3 separate regions of the Mus musculus genome follow, and all the other regions are linked to region 2. Evidence: chromatin contacts called from public Hi-C data. All regions are on one chromosome and are shown on one strand. Each heading gives the region's core, a stretch centred on a gene start, on an enhancer-like site or on the middle of the called end of the contact. The rest is flanking DNA. Distances are from core to core; before and after follow the strand shown.

The links. Hi-C and Micro-C count contacts between places; a contact is called where the count stands out from the background.
Region 1: a Hi-C map of cortical neurons shows a contact between it and region 2, with 2.2 times the contacts expected there. The contact joins two enhancer-like sites. A contact is called at or near these places in 2 of 484 Hi-C or Micro-C datasets (cortical neurons and embryonic stem cells) and 1 of 115 datasets of contacts at active chromatin or transcription factors (embryonic stem cells).
Region 3: a Hi-C map of cortical neurons shows a contact between it and region 2, with 4 times the contacts expected there. The contact joins two enhancer-like sites. A contact is called at or near these places in 2 of 484 Hi-C or Micro-C datasets (both in cortical neurons).

The regions. Positions count from the first base shown.
Region 1 is chr13:43,591,184-43,595,038 of GRCm38.p6, reverse strand. No RefSeq gene overlaps it. Among named protein-coding and RNA genes, the nearest start is that of Rnf182, 23 kb to the left of the region's middle. Within about 2 kb of position 2,373, at least 12 of the 459 cell types and tissues checked have an H3K27ac peak or open chromatin away from gene starts, as enhancers often do. A contact at or near this core is called in cortical neurons, where this site is marked.
Region 2 is chr13:43,938,417-43,942,105 of GRCm38.p6, reverse strand. No RefSeq gene overlaps it. Among named protein-coding and RNA genes, the nearest start is that of Gm2233, 8.6 kb to the left of the region's middle. Within about 2 kb of position 2,000, at least 14 of the 459 cell types and tissues checked have an H3K27ac peak or open chromatin away from gene starts, as enhancers often do. A contact at or near this core is called in cortical neurons, where this site is marked.
Region 3 is chr13:44,280,521-44,284,107 of GRCm38.p6, reverse strand. No RefSeq gene overlaps it. Among named protein-coding and RNA genes, the nearest start is that of Gm29676, 22 kb to the right of the region's middle. Within about 2 kb of position 1,332, at least 17 of the 459 cell types and tissues checked have an H3K27ac peak or open chromatin away from gene starts, as enhancers often do. A contact at or near this core is called in cortical neurons, where this site is marked.

The sequences.
Region 1 (3,855 bases), core at 1,124-3,623, 350 kb after region 2:
ATCTCACTTCCAGGCCAGCCTGGTCTACAGAGTGAGTTATAGACCTGCCAGGAATACAGAGTGAGACCCTGTCTAAAAATCAAAGGGAAGAGAAAGACGAGTCCTGAATAGGTTGAGTACAAAAGAAAAAAAAAATGAATAAGGCAAGTTCATTTGGCCGGAGAGACACAGTTTACACATAACTCTTAAGGCATCTGCTGTGTGTCTGGTTAGCAGGCTGGTTCTGAACTAGATATAAAATCTGAGAAATTAGAAATAAAACTTAAATTTTTAATTTTATTTATTCTTTGAAATTTTCATACATATATACAATGTATCTTTTTATACTCACCCCTCATTATTCCCAATTCCCCTATATAATACATATAGATTAATATACATTATATATGTTATTATATAATACATTATATATTATATATTAATATAAAATACTGTAGTTTGTGCTATAATATTTATATATTATAATTATTAATCTATTAGCAACATATTAATATATTAATCTAATTAGTGCTGCTCATATGCACATGGGCATGGCGTCTCCCACTGGGGCACAGGGAACATACCAGTGGCCACGCTCCTAAAGAAAAGCACCTCTCCTCCTCAAGCAGCCATCAAACACTGATCTGTCAGGATCTTCTTCAATGCATTCCTTGAGCCTGGGATGGGTAGTGATGCACAGGTACTATTTACAGCTAAGCACTTTAAACCACTATCCGCAGCAATAAGAGCTTCTCTGACCTGTGTAAGTCTAAGGCTAGAAACATACATGTTTGCAAGGCAACTTGACAATATAATCATTTAGAAAACTAACATCGGGCTGGTGAGATGGCTCAGCGGTTAAGAGCACTGACTGCTCTTCCGAAGGTCCTGAGTTCAAATCCCAGCAACCACATGGTGGCTCACAACCATCCATAATGAGATCTGACACCCTCTTCTGGTGTGTCTAAAGACAGCTATAGTATAGTATACTTACATATAATAATAAATAAATCTTTGGGCCAGAGCGAGCAGAGCCAGAGTAAGCAGGGGCCGAGTGAGCAGAGGTCCTGAGTTCAAGTCCTGAGTTCAAGTCCCAGCAACCACATGATGGCTCACAACCATCTGTACAGCTACAGTGTACTCATATACACAAAATAAATAAATAGATCTTTTAAAAAATAAAAAAAAGAAAGAAAGAAAATGAACAACAATAGGTTCTCCCGTAGATCGTATGATTTTCCTGTCATGGTTTTCTTTCTGTTTTGTTTTGTTTTGTTGTTGTTTTGGTTTTGGTTTTGGTTTTATCTGTGTGTTTTTTTTGTTTTTTTTTTTTTTTGGTATACCCCCAAGAATTGTCTCCTATGAAGCAGACCTCAAATCCTATCAAGAAAGCCACTGGTTACCCCCATAACCAGCCTTGCATTATTGCAGAAATGGTCTCTTCTTGCCTGGTGGGTCGTTATTGAAGTGTGCTGAGTCCAACACCAGATAAGACTATTGATGTGCCCTGCATCCCAAAGTTTGCATAAAGCTTTCCATCAGTGTGAAGGCTAGCCAACAGGGAGTACTTCCTGGTAGGTCCAGAATGTGATTTTTCTGTGTCCTGTAACCAAAGTCGAAAGATGTATCTATATAACAAATATCTATAGCAATTTACTCGATACGATTTATTTTGTGTCTACTATATGATAATATCTGTTCTGGATGCTTGCTCCCTGTTAACAGGTCAGAGGGAAGGAGAGAGGGAGGGAGGGAGGGAGGGAGGGAGGGAGGGAGGGAGGGAGGGAGGGAGGGAGGGAGGATGGAAGACAGGGAGCAAGAGGGCTTCAGTGTCTGTTGACATTGTTGCTAACTTGAGCAATGAAGCCCAGAGGCAGGAGAAATAGTATCCCTTCAAATGGATGGACTCTAGTGAGGATCCTTCGATTTGGTTAACACATTCGTTATGATGTCAGCCCCACATTACCAAGAAGCCAGTGCGCAGCGGGGAGGCTTTGCTGAGCTGTGACTTGGTGACTCAGGTAGATTGGTTGGTTACTTTCAGCTGAAGAGCAAAACAGTTTCACTTTTGACAGAAAAAATGAATTAATTAAAAAAGAGATTCTATTTATTCTATTTTATTTACACCCAGGTCCCCTAGCAACTTACATTCCTGACATACAGAGCTCAACAACTAGCTCTCGAATGAACACAGTATCCTGTACTCAAGGCTCAATCTGGCACATTTCAGAGGTAGAATGGCCGCCCCCAACCTTGCCGCCAAGGTCACGTAAGAAATTCCGTGAATTTCCAAGATCCCAAAGTTAGTCGTTAAGTCAGATCGCACTGCACTGCTCACTTCTCAGATGTGGAGTCTCTGACCCTAGCAGACACACGCAAAGGGTGTGCGAGCCATGGGAACTCACGGCCCTACTTTCCCACAGAGCTTTCCCCTGTCCACCTTCTGCCTGCCGCCGCCGCCGTCTGAAGGGCTCCGCGATAATCACTGAATTACATAACCGGCCAAGTGAGATTGTTTTCCATCTGTTAAGGCCCATCAGAGCCCCATGCAATGAATTTCAATTTAAGAAGCTTTGTATCCCATCTGGAGTAAGAGGGTTCTTTAACATGCATCCCCACTTTAACCCGGTTCTGATGGAAATGGTTTGTTTCTAATGTAAGTTTTTGAATGGGGTTTAAATAATGCAGGTTTCAGCACTCCGAGGTGACAGAATTGTGTAGCCAACATTTCCTCGTCATGTTTCACAGCAGTAATTGCTTGTTGAACATAAACCACCTATACAAGCGTCTCGCGGCAACGTTGTTTGAGACAGGGGGACAAAAACCTTGGCGCTAACCCAAATGCCCATCAAAGGAGAGGAGATAACGAAATCGTATTACGATCTTCAGATGCAGCTATCAGATCAAATACAGCAGTTCTACCAGGACCAGGGTGGCAAGGTGTCACAGACAAGACAGTCAACGCAGAAAAGCAAGGTACATGATGTTGTGCATGCTTTTAAGACGGCAGCAACTGCAGTGTCGTACCAGCCCACACCCACACTCAACACCAGCCGGTCCACGCTGAAAGCCTTGGAAGCGGATACAGCAAAGTACAAGCAGTAGTTATTCTGGGAAAAGAAATTTTGCTTTTAAATGTATGCATCTCTGTGGTGTAGCATGTTTACGACGATTACATGCTACTTCTGTGATAAAAAAAAAAAAACTGGGTTGCACTTCTTTCTTACTTCTATGGTGCATGTGTTTTCTGTATATGGTGTGTGCACATGCGTATACATGCTTGCAAACCTGTGCGTATGCATACAAAGCCCGGAGCAAAACATAGAGTATCTTCCTTTATTTCTCCTGCCTTCTTGCCTCGAGACACAGTCTCTCCTTGAATTAGAAGCTCAGCATGTTGTTGGTGATGAGGAGAAAGCCCAGAACCTTGTGAATGCTAAGAAGAGTTTGTTCTGTTTCTCTCTTTCTTATGTGTGTGTTTATTTTTTGTGTTTGTGTGCGTGTGTGCACAAGTACTCCATACACACCTAAATGTGTATGGAGGCAGGGGCCCCTTCCTGAACCTGGGGCTTACCAGCTGGCTAGAATGGCCGGCCAGGGAACCCCAGGATTTTTCTATCTCTGCCTTGAGAGCTCTTCTTTTTTTTCTCCCTCTCTCTCTCTCACACAAACACACACTTTCTTCATTGCTTAAAAACTCAACTGCCCTAGCAAACATCTTTCCCACAAAAAAAGTATTTTCCCCAATCTTTGTGGAAACGGCCATTATTCATTACTAGAATCAATCACAAAAGTGAATCAATACATAAAAAACTTGACCTGATTTTTTTTTTTAAATACAAGATATCCAAGTAAATGCCGCAAGAAATGAGAGTC
Region 2 (3,689 bases), core at 751-3,250:
TACAGAAGGCTATAAAACTGATCTGTCTCCTCGTAGGCACTGGCAGAAGGTGGTAGTGGGTGTGCCTCAGTCCATGCCTCCTTCATCCACTAATTGCTTTGGGAAAACTGCAAAGGCCTCCTAATGTTTTCTACTGACGTCAGAGCTCCCCCATGGAGAAATAAAACCGCTGCACATAGCAGCTGGAGGTGGACTATGAACCTTGATGAAATCAATTAGCCCAGGCCCAGGAAACAACTCGCTTCTGCTTCATATAAGTTCACTTGACCGTGCCTTCACCTGATGAGTGCTTTCTGTGCATGTATGTGTTATGGGGCTTCCCACGGATGTATCTAATGTCGTCTCTGAGGCCAAGCAGCAAGGCTAAATTGGGTGAAGACTGGAGACTTCCTGTTAAATATTTCTTCAAACACCCGTCTTCCTTGAGTAGGCTGATACTTATTTCTAAGCCCCTGACAGTACAGGGGGGCCTGCTCACTGTCCAAGGCAGAACAACGTTAAAACAATTCTAAAGAATGAGGTTTAACAGTTGTCTCTGGAGGAAATGTAAACTCTCAGTGCAACAGTGTCAGTCAAAAGAGCACACGTCCTGGGTTGGAGTGACATCTCAGCTGTTCAGATTGGGTACTGCGCTCTCCTAGAGGACAAGTTCTGGTGCCAGTAAATACTTCCTGGGTAGCTACCGAATATCTGTAGCCCCCAGCCCTGAGCTCCAAGAACCCTTCACTCATAGGAAAAAGTTCTAGCAGTCTGGGTCGGTCCCTGGCATCAGAAGCCTGGCTCATGTGTTCTTCAATACTCTGTTACTCCTCATGTTTGCATCCAGTTATGTATCTACCTGTGAGCAGGAGATTTGTTCACTTGTTTAGCAATAGCTCCATTAAGTCTGTACCCAGTAATTTCTATATGACAGTCCCAGGCTAAGCCCTGGGAAGAGTTAGAATACCAAATCAGATGGCTTTCAACTGTCTCTTCAAGATATCTTTAGGGCAGGACTTTGTGCGCATGTTTGTGTGTGGTCGGGAGGGGTATTAGGATCCTCTGCTTTGGGTTTAGTTGGCAAGGTTTAATTTCGATTCTTTGTTCTGGTCTCCAGTGAAATGCCTCTTTGCTTTCATGGCCCTTTTAGGCCAGAAAGTTTGTTTACCTTGGCAAAAGCAAATTGGGAAGCAAAGGACTTACATTTTTGTATCACCTTTCATCATCGAAGGAAGTCAGAACAGGAACTCAAACAGGGCAGGAACCAGGAGGCAGGAGCTGACGCAGAGGCCATGGAGGGATGCTGCTTACTGGCTTGCTCTTCATGGCTTGCTCATCCCGCTTTCTTACAAAACCCTGAACCACCAGCCCGGGGATGAAATCACCCACCATGGGCTGGGCCCTCCCACATCAATCCCTAATTAAGAAAATGCCCTATGGGCTTGCCTGTAGCCTGATCTCATGAAGACATTTTCTTAATTAAGTTCCCCTCCTCTCAGATGACTTTAGCTGTGTTAAGTTGACATAAAACTAGCCTGCAAGTACAGTGATGTATGTGTAAACGTGTGCAAACGGTGTGCAAGCAAGGCCAAAGGAAGTCATCTGCTGTCTAAATCCCTGCTTTATTTCTTTGAGTCAGGATCTCTCACTGAACTTGGAGCTAGCCTGGTGGACAACAAGGTTCAGCAATCCTCCTGTCTCATTGTGACAGATCACTGGGGTATATATGCTTGTGCATACCCATGCATATCTTTTGATGTGGGTGGCCACTAGAGATTTGAACTTGGGTCCTCGTGCTTGAGCATCAAATATTCATACCCGGTGAGCCATCGCCCCAACCCTCCTGTGCTCTCTTAACAGGGCTTGAGTTTCTGTTGAAGGATTGGTTGGTGTCACTGTTTTCTCTTAAGCTGTCTGCTGACTAGGGTGACCCGGGCACAGGGTGCCTAGGTTCTGACGCAGATTTGGAACCTACAGTCCGAAGCTCTTCAGGCATCCTCTTCTCCGTTACCATGGAACGGACAGAATAGCTTGGACTCTGAAGCAGAGTCACAAGAAGTGTGATTCATCCAGAGCAGCATCACCATGCAGAACAAGCAAATACAAAATCCTAAAAAAGAACAAAACCTTAGTAATATGCACTGCTCTGACTTAGTAAGCAGGGCATTTTGTGGCTACTCTGTTAAAAATTTGTTGGTCATTTTCACGACTTAGTTATTCTGTGTGCCTATTTCTTTTCCAGAGAAAGAACAAGGATACATTTACTTTAGCATTTTTTTTTCTCTTTACTGGGTGCTTTCCACATTGCTCCTGAAGCCCATTTCCACATACAGAATATATTTAAGGAGCTGTCTTCTGATTAAAGAGAAAAACATGTATGTAACTAATTTCCTATAGACTTTTAAAACACTTTGTTCATCTAGATGTGTGTATTTCTACTCTAATTGAAATTCCAAAATAGTCACTTTCTGAACTGTCAAAATTGTAAAGCTGTTGATGGGTGCAGCTCTGGGGTTTCCATGGTAACTACTTTCATTGCCTAGGAGATGCTGGTCTGCTGACGCTACTTGCTGAACTGGCTCAAATCTTGAAAAGTTGGCGCTACCCAGGAGTGTGCGAGCATGTCCTGAAAGTTTAGCAGGCTTTAATCTCTAATAGCTGACACCAAGCGTGGTTGTATCAGGTTTCCTCTGGCTGAGATAGCTCTGTCTGACCTGAAGTTCTTCACTCTGTTGAGGATAAGCTGTTTGACAATCATCTAATGTTAGCTACTAGGTCCTATTTGGACAGTGATCATTTATATGAATAATTCCCAAATTACATTACCTTGGTTACTAATAGGTGGCCAAAGATGACAGAATTTTAGTTTGTTCATGGGGCAGCAAGATGTTCCAAAGGCAAATGGTACACAGACCATTACACAAGTCTGTGAGCTCTCTCTCTCTCTCTCTCTCTCTCTCTCTCTCTCTCTCTCATTCAGGAAACTCCAATTTCTTCTAATTATATCCTGAGGATCATTTAAACAGGGCGGTCCATTTGAAAGCAGTCACTTTTAAAGCTATTTTGCACTAAATGAGTTTTCTTTTAGATGTGTTTGGCTGGCTCAAGAATCAATCACCACATGCAAATGTGCTGATAAATAAAGCCCTGGCTGCATCTTGGAGCTTCCTCAAAAACTGATGTGCGTGCTGTCTGCTGAAAACGGAACCCTTAAACACTCCTTAAACGTTTAAGTGTACGCCGCTGAATCCAAGGTGTCCATTTGATGTGTGTCAATTCATGAGGTACACAAAACAACAAGAGGAATGTGAGTCTTTCCCTCGCAAGTTAGCTGGTGAGGATGCCTGGGTGAGGCAGGGCTGCTGGGAAGTTGCTCCCCACGAGGAAATGGCTCCCCACACTTATGGTAAGGAGTCCTTTCAAAGTCACTAGCAGGTGAGTTGTGACTGGCTGTGAGCCAGTTATACCACATCTCTTTGGGATCTTTCTTTCCACTCTTAGTCTCCATTTCTAATGGAAGACAGACACCAGGAAAAGAGAAGGTCTCCAAGGTACGATTGACAACTTCACAGGCTTCTAAGCCAAAGCATGCACCAAACAGACGTGTTGACAGCTGACCCAGTTGTTACAATGTCTCAGCTCTTGGTCGGTTGTATCTTGCAATGACAATTTTCCTAAGTTGCCTTTGTGGTTTAGGGGACTGCCACATG
Region 3 (3,587 bases), core at 83-2,582, 340 kb before region 2:
ACACGAAGCTCATTGGCTCCCGAGCTTTCAGAAGTCCTCCTGTCTCTGTCTCTCATCTCCCCATAGGAGGGCTGGGATGTTCACTACTGTGCCCAGTTCTACATGGGCTCTTGCAATCCAATTGGAGTCTTCACACTTGCATAGCAAGCTACTTGTTCACTGAGCCACAAGTCAGAGATTTCTAACATGTCTGAACAACATAAGATTTGCATTTAGAATCATTCAGAAAGGAGAAACTGTTTTAATCAATGCTGCTTCATGACCTATTGGTATAGCTTCATCATCCTGCCTTATAATCCAATTTTAGTCATGCATTTAACTTGAGCAATACTAGTGTTGAACCCATATCATAATCATAATATCTTCTACCAAATATTACCATGCCCTTTAATCTACTTGTACCATAAAGTAATATTTCTTAATCCACTTTAAAAATTCTTTACTTCTGTAAAGATAAATGACTTTCCCAAATCTTGGGTTTGGCATGCAGTAGAGCTTGAATTCACACCCAAGTCTCTTTTTTATAGTCATTTTGAGTATTATAACTTTACTGTCTGAAATATGTACTTAAAACTTCCTTTCTTCCCTCCCACCATCCCCTCTCTTTCCTTCCCTCCTCCTCCTTCTCTTCTCCCTCTGACGATCCTGCCTCTCTCATTGTTTATGGAGACAGGGTCTCTCACTGTAGTCAGCCTGGCCTCAAACTGTGCAGGCTGGCCTCGAACTCATGGCCCTCTTCCTGCTTAGCCTTTCAAGTCCTCACAATTTCAAACACACTATATCCCTAACTGGGCTTCAGTAGTCACGTTTCAGTGCCAAATTTATTTCCAAAGGAATGCGCCTCTAATTTTATAATGGCACGTATAAATGAGAAATAAGGGGCTTATGGAATTTTGCTTCCCTGCCAACTCTGTGGGAGAGGCGTAAAGAGTTCTAAGTCTAGGATTGGAGCACAGACACAAAAGGCAGCAGCTGCTGTTTCCTGTAGGAGGCATTTGGAGGATCCTGACAGGATCTCACAAACCCCGGGCTTTGCAGCGGGGCAGTTATTGAAGGTAGAAGACAGGACACATCCTACACCCACAGGATGAGTTGACTCCTTTACTCAAGTCCTGTGGGCGACCTAAGTAGTAACGACAACACCATGTGAAACTAGGATGCGGCTCCCATGTGATCTTTTTCCTTTTATATGAAACAAAATAAGAGAATTCCAGGCCAATTTTTCCAGCGCTAAAATAAAGATGCCAGAAATAAATGGCAGCTGTTTAGCCATGTACAGCAACACCGTACAACAGTTCGGGACGGGAGGCAAGGATGAATTATGCTGATAGGCTGTGAAGTGGCGTGTTATTTGTGCCTTTTTCTTCCAGCCATCCTTCTTGCCTTCTCCATTACCCAGTCATTTTTAAATGATTCAACTGGAAAAAAAATGCAAAACGGCTCAATCCATTCATTTTCTTTATGTGCCCTTAAAATAAAACACCAGAGCTGTAATTTGCTAATCATATTTCATCACTTGTGACAATCGCTGCATCCAGCTATGGTTGGGGAAGTTGCTGAGCGTCTGCCTGGCTGTCATTCTAGGAGGAAGGCCCATTTTGGCAACAGAAGAATGTGTGGACAAGAGCCATTCACAGCATCGCTGATTCTATACCAAAAACGTAAGGCCCGGGAGAGGTTTGTTTTATCTTACAGCAGTTCTCCGTTTCTTTATGTCAGTGATGTATATTATTAACCTAGATGCTCAAAACAGTGTTTTTATCCATCCCATTGGATGAAAGCCGCGTGAATTGTATAAAGTGAAAACTTCCTTTTGTGGTGGTTCTAATTTCATCGGAAAATATCTGTATGGGTGTATCTGTTATTGTTCTCTCTGCTGTGAGCAAAAACCTGGTGGGATGCAACTCAGGGGAGGAAAGGTTTATTTTGCAAGGGTCTGAGTGTCGGTCTATCCTGGCAGGGAAGGCCTGGCAGCAGGAGGCTGCCTGCTTGCTTATATCATGGGGGATGGTGACAGAGAGATCAATGCTGGCTCTCAATAGGTTTCTCCCTCTGTGCATTTTTAGTCTGTACAGTACCTGGAATGGTGCCATCAACATCCCAGGTGGGTCTCTGCTCCCCAGCTGACCCTTCCTGAGTATTCTCACAGACACGTGCAGAGATGTCTCTCCTAGGTGACAGATGACGAGTTCAGTCAGGCTGTCTGTAAAAGTTAACCCTCACAGTCAGTGACTTCAGCAGTGGTCCGACTTCAGCAGTGGACTGGCATCGCGGTAAGTAGCCAGTGTGCTTGACACCTGATTAGTCTGTGATGCTGATGCTGCGGTTGACATCTCTAAGAATCCATCCTTTTCCTCGGAAGGCTGTCATACGCACGAACCTAACCGTTTTACCGGATGTTTCAGAAGACAAGATGCATTGCATTTAGTCTCTTGGCAATCTGAAGAGGTGGCCATCAATATGTCAGGGTTATAAAAGTGAGAGAGCTAAAGTTCAGAGATGTTCAAGCCACTTGTTAAGTTCCACAACTTAATGCCAGGTAACTGACTTCAAGTTCAGCCTGTCTCTCTTTGGAACACAGGGCTATTTCTCCGGAAAACTAAGAAGCCTTCACGGATGGCTGATAGATTCAAAAGTGCCTGTCAGATATAAGCCAAAGATGAGTTAGCAAATATAAAAAGGCACATGACCACAGAGCCTTGGGGTGGACAAAAAGACTGTCTCTTTCCCTTGGTTCTGGTTAAAAAGTATGAGCTCTTGAGAGCAGACCTTCAAATGGCATCCTTCCTTCTGTTTGGCCTGTGTAATTATTGGTGTGCCAAACCCTTTTGCTTTATTGAGAATGGAAAATTCACTAATTAAGTAGAGATGATTATGGAGAAATTGTTTCTCATCCTAACTTTATTGTCTAGAAAATCATAAGTTAAGCTGATCCAAAGTCTCTTTTTTAATCTTCTTCACTTCCTCCTTCCTCTGCTGTCTATAACTTTCTTTTCTCATATGTAGTTATCTGTCACATTAAAAATGGCCTGCATATATGACAGTGGCCCTATAAGATTATATCACTGGGTGAGAGACTTTTTAACAATGTATTTCTCAGAAGGTATCTGTGTCACCAAGTGATACATGACCTACTGGTATAGTTAAGATTATAGAATAAATGAAAGCACAATGAGTTAGTTTTCCATCGCTATGAAAAAAAAAACATATGGGACACTAAGGTTTCAAGGGAGTAGCTGTGCGTAGCTACTTAGCCTCATTGCCTTTGGGCCTATGGTGAAGCAATGCCTCATGGTAGGAGCATATAAGTAGTGAGAATCCAACCTTGTTGCCACTAGCAACCAAAGAGAGAGACGGGAAAGGGCTGTAGTTCCAATATCCCCTTCACCTACCTGCTCCCAGTTAGCTTCACTAGGTCCCACCTCTTCAAGGTTCCACCATTTCATAACTACCATACGCTGGTATGGTACAGGCCAGACCCTCACGCCTGGGCCACCAGGGGAAGATTCTCAGTCCAGGCTGCAGCATGTGAGCATGTCGTGATGGGAGGCCCTGTCAGCAGCCTTCGCGATGTGACACCAAACTCC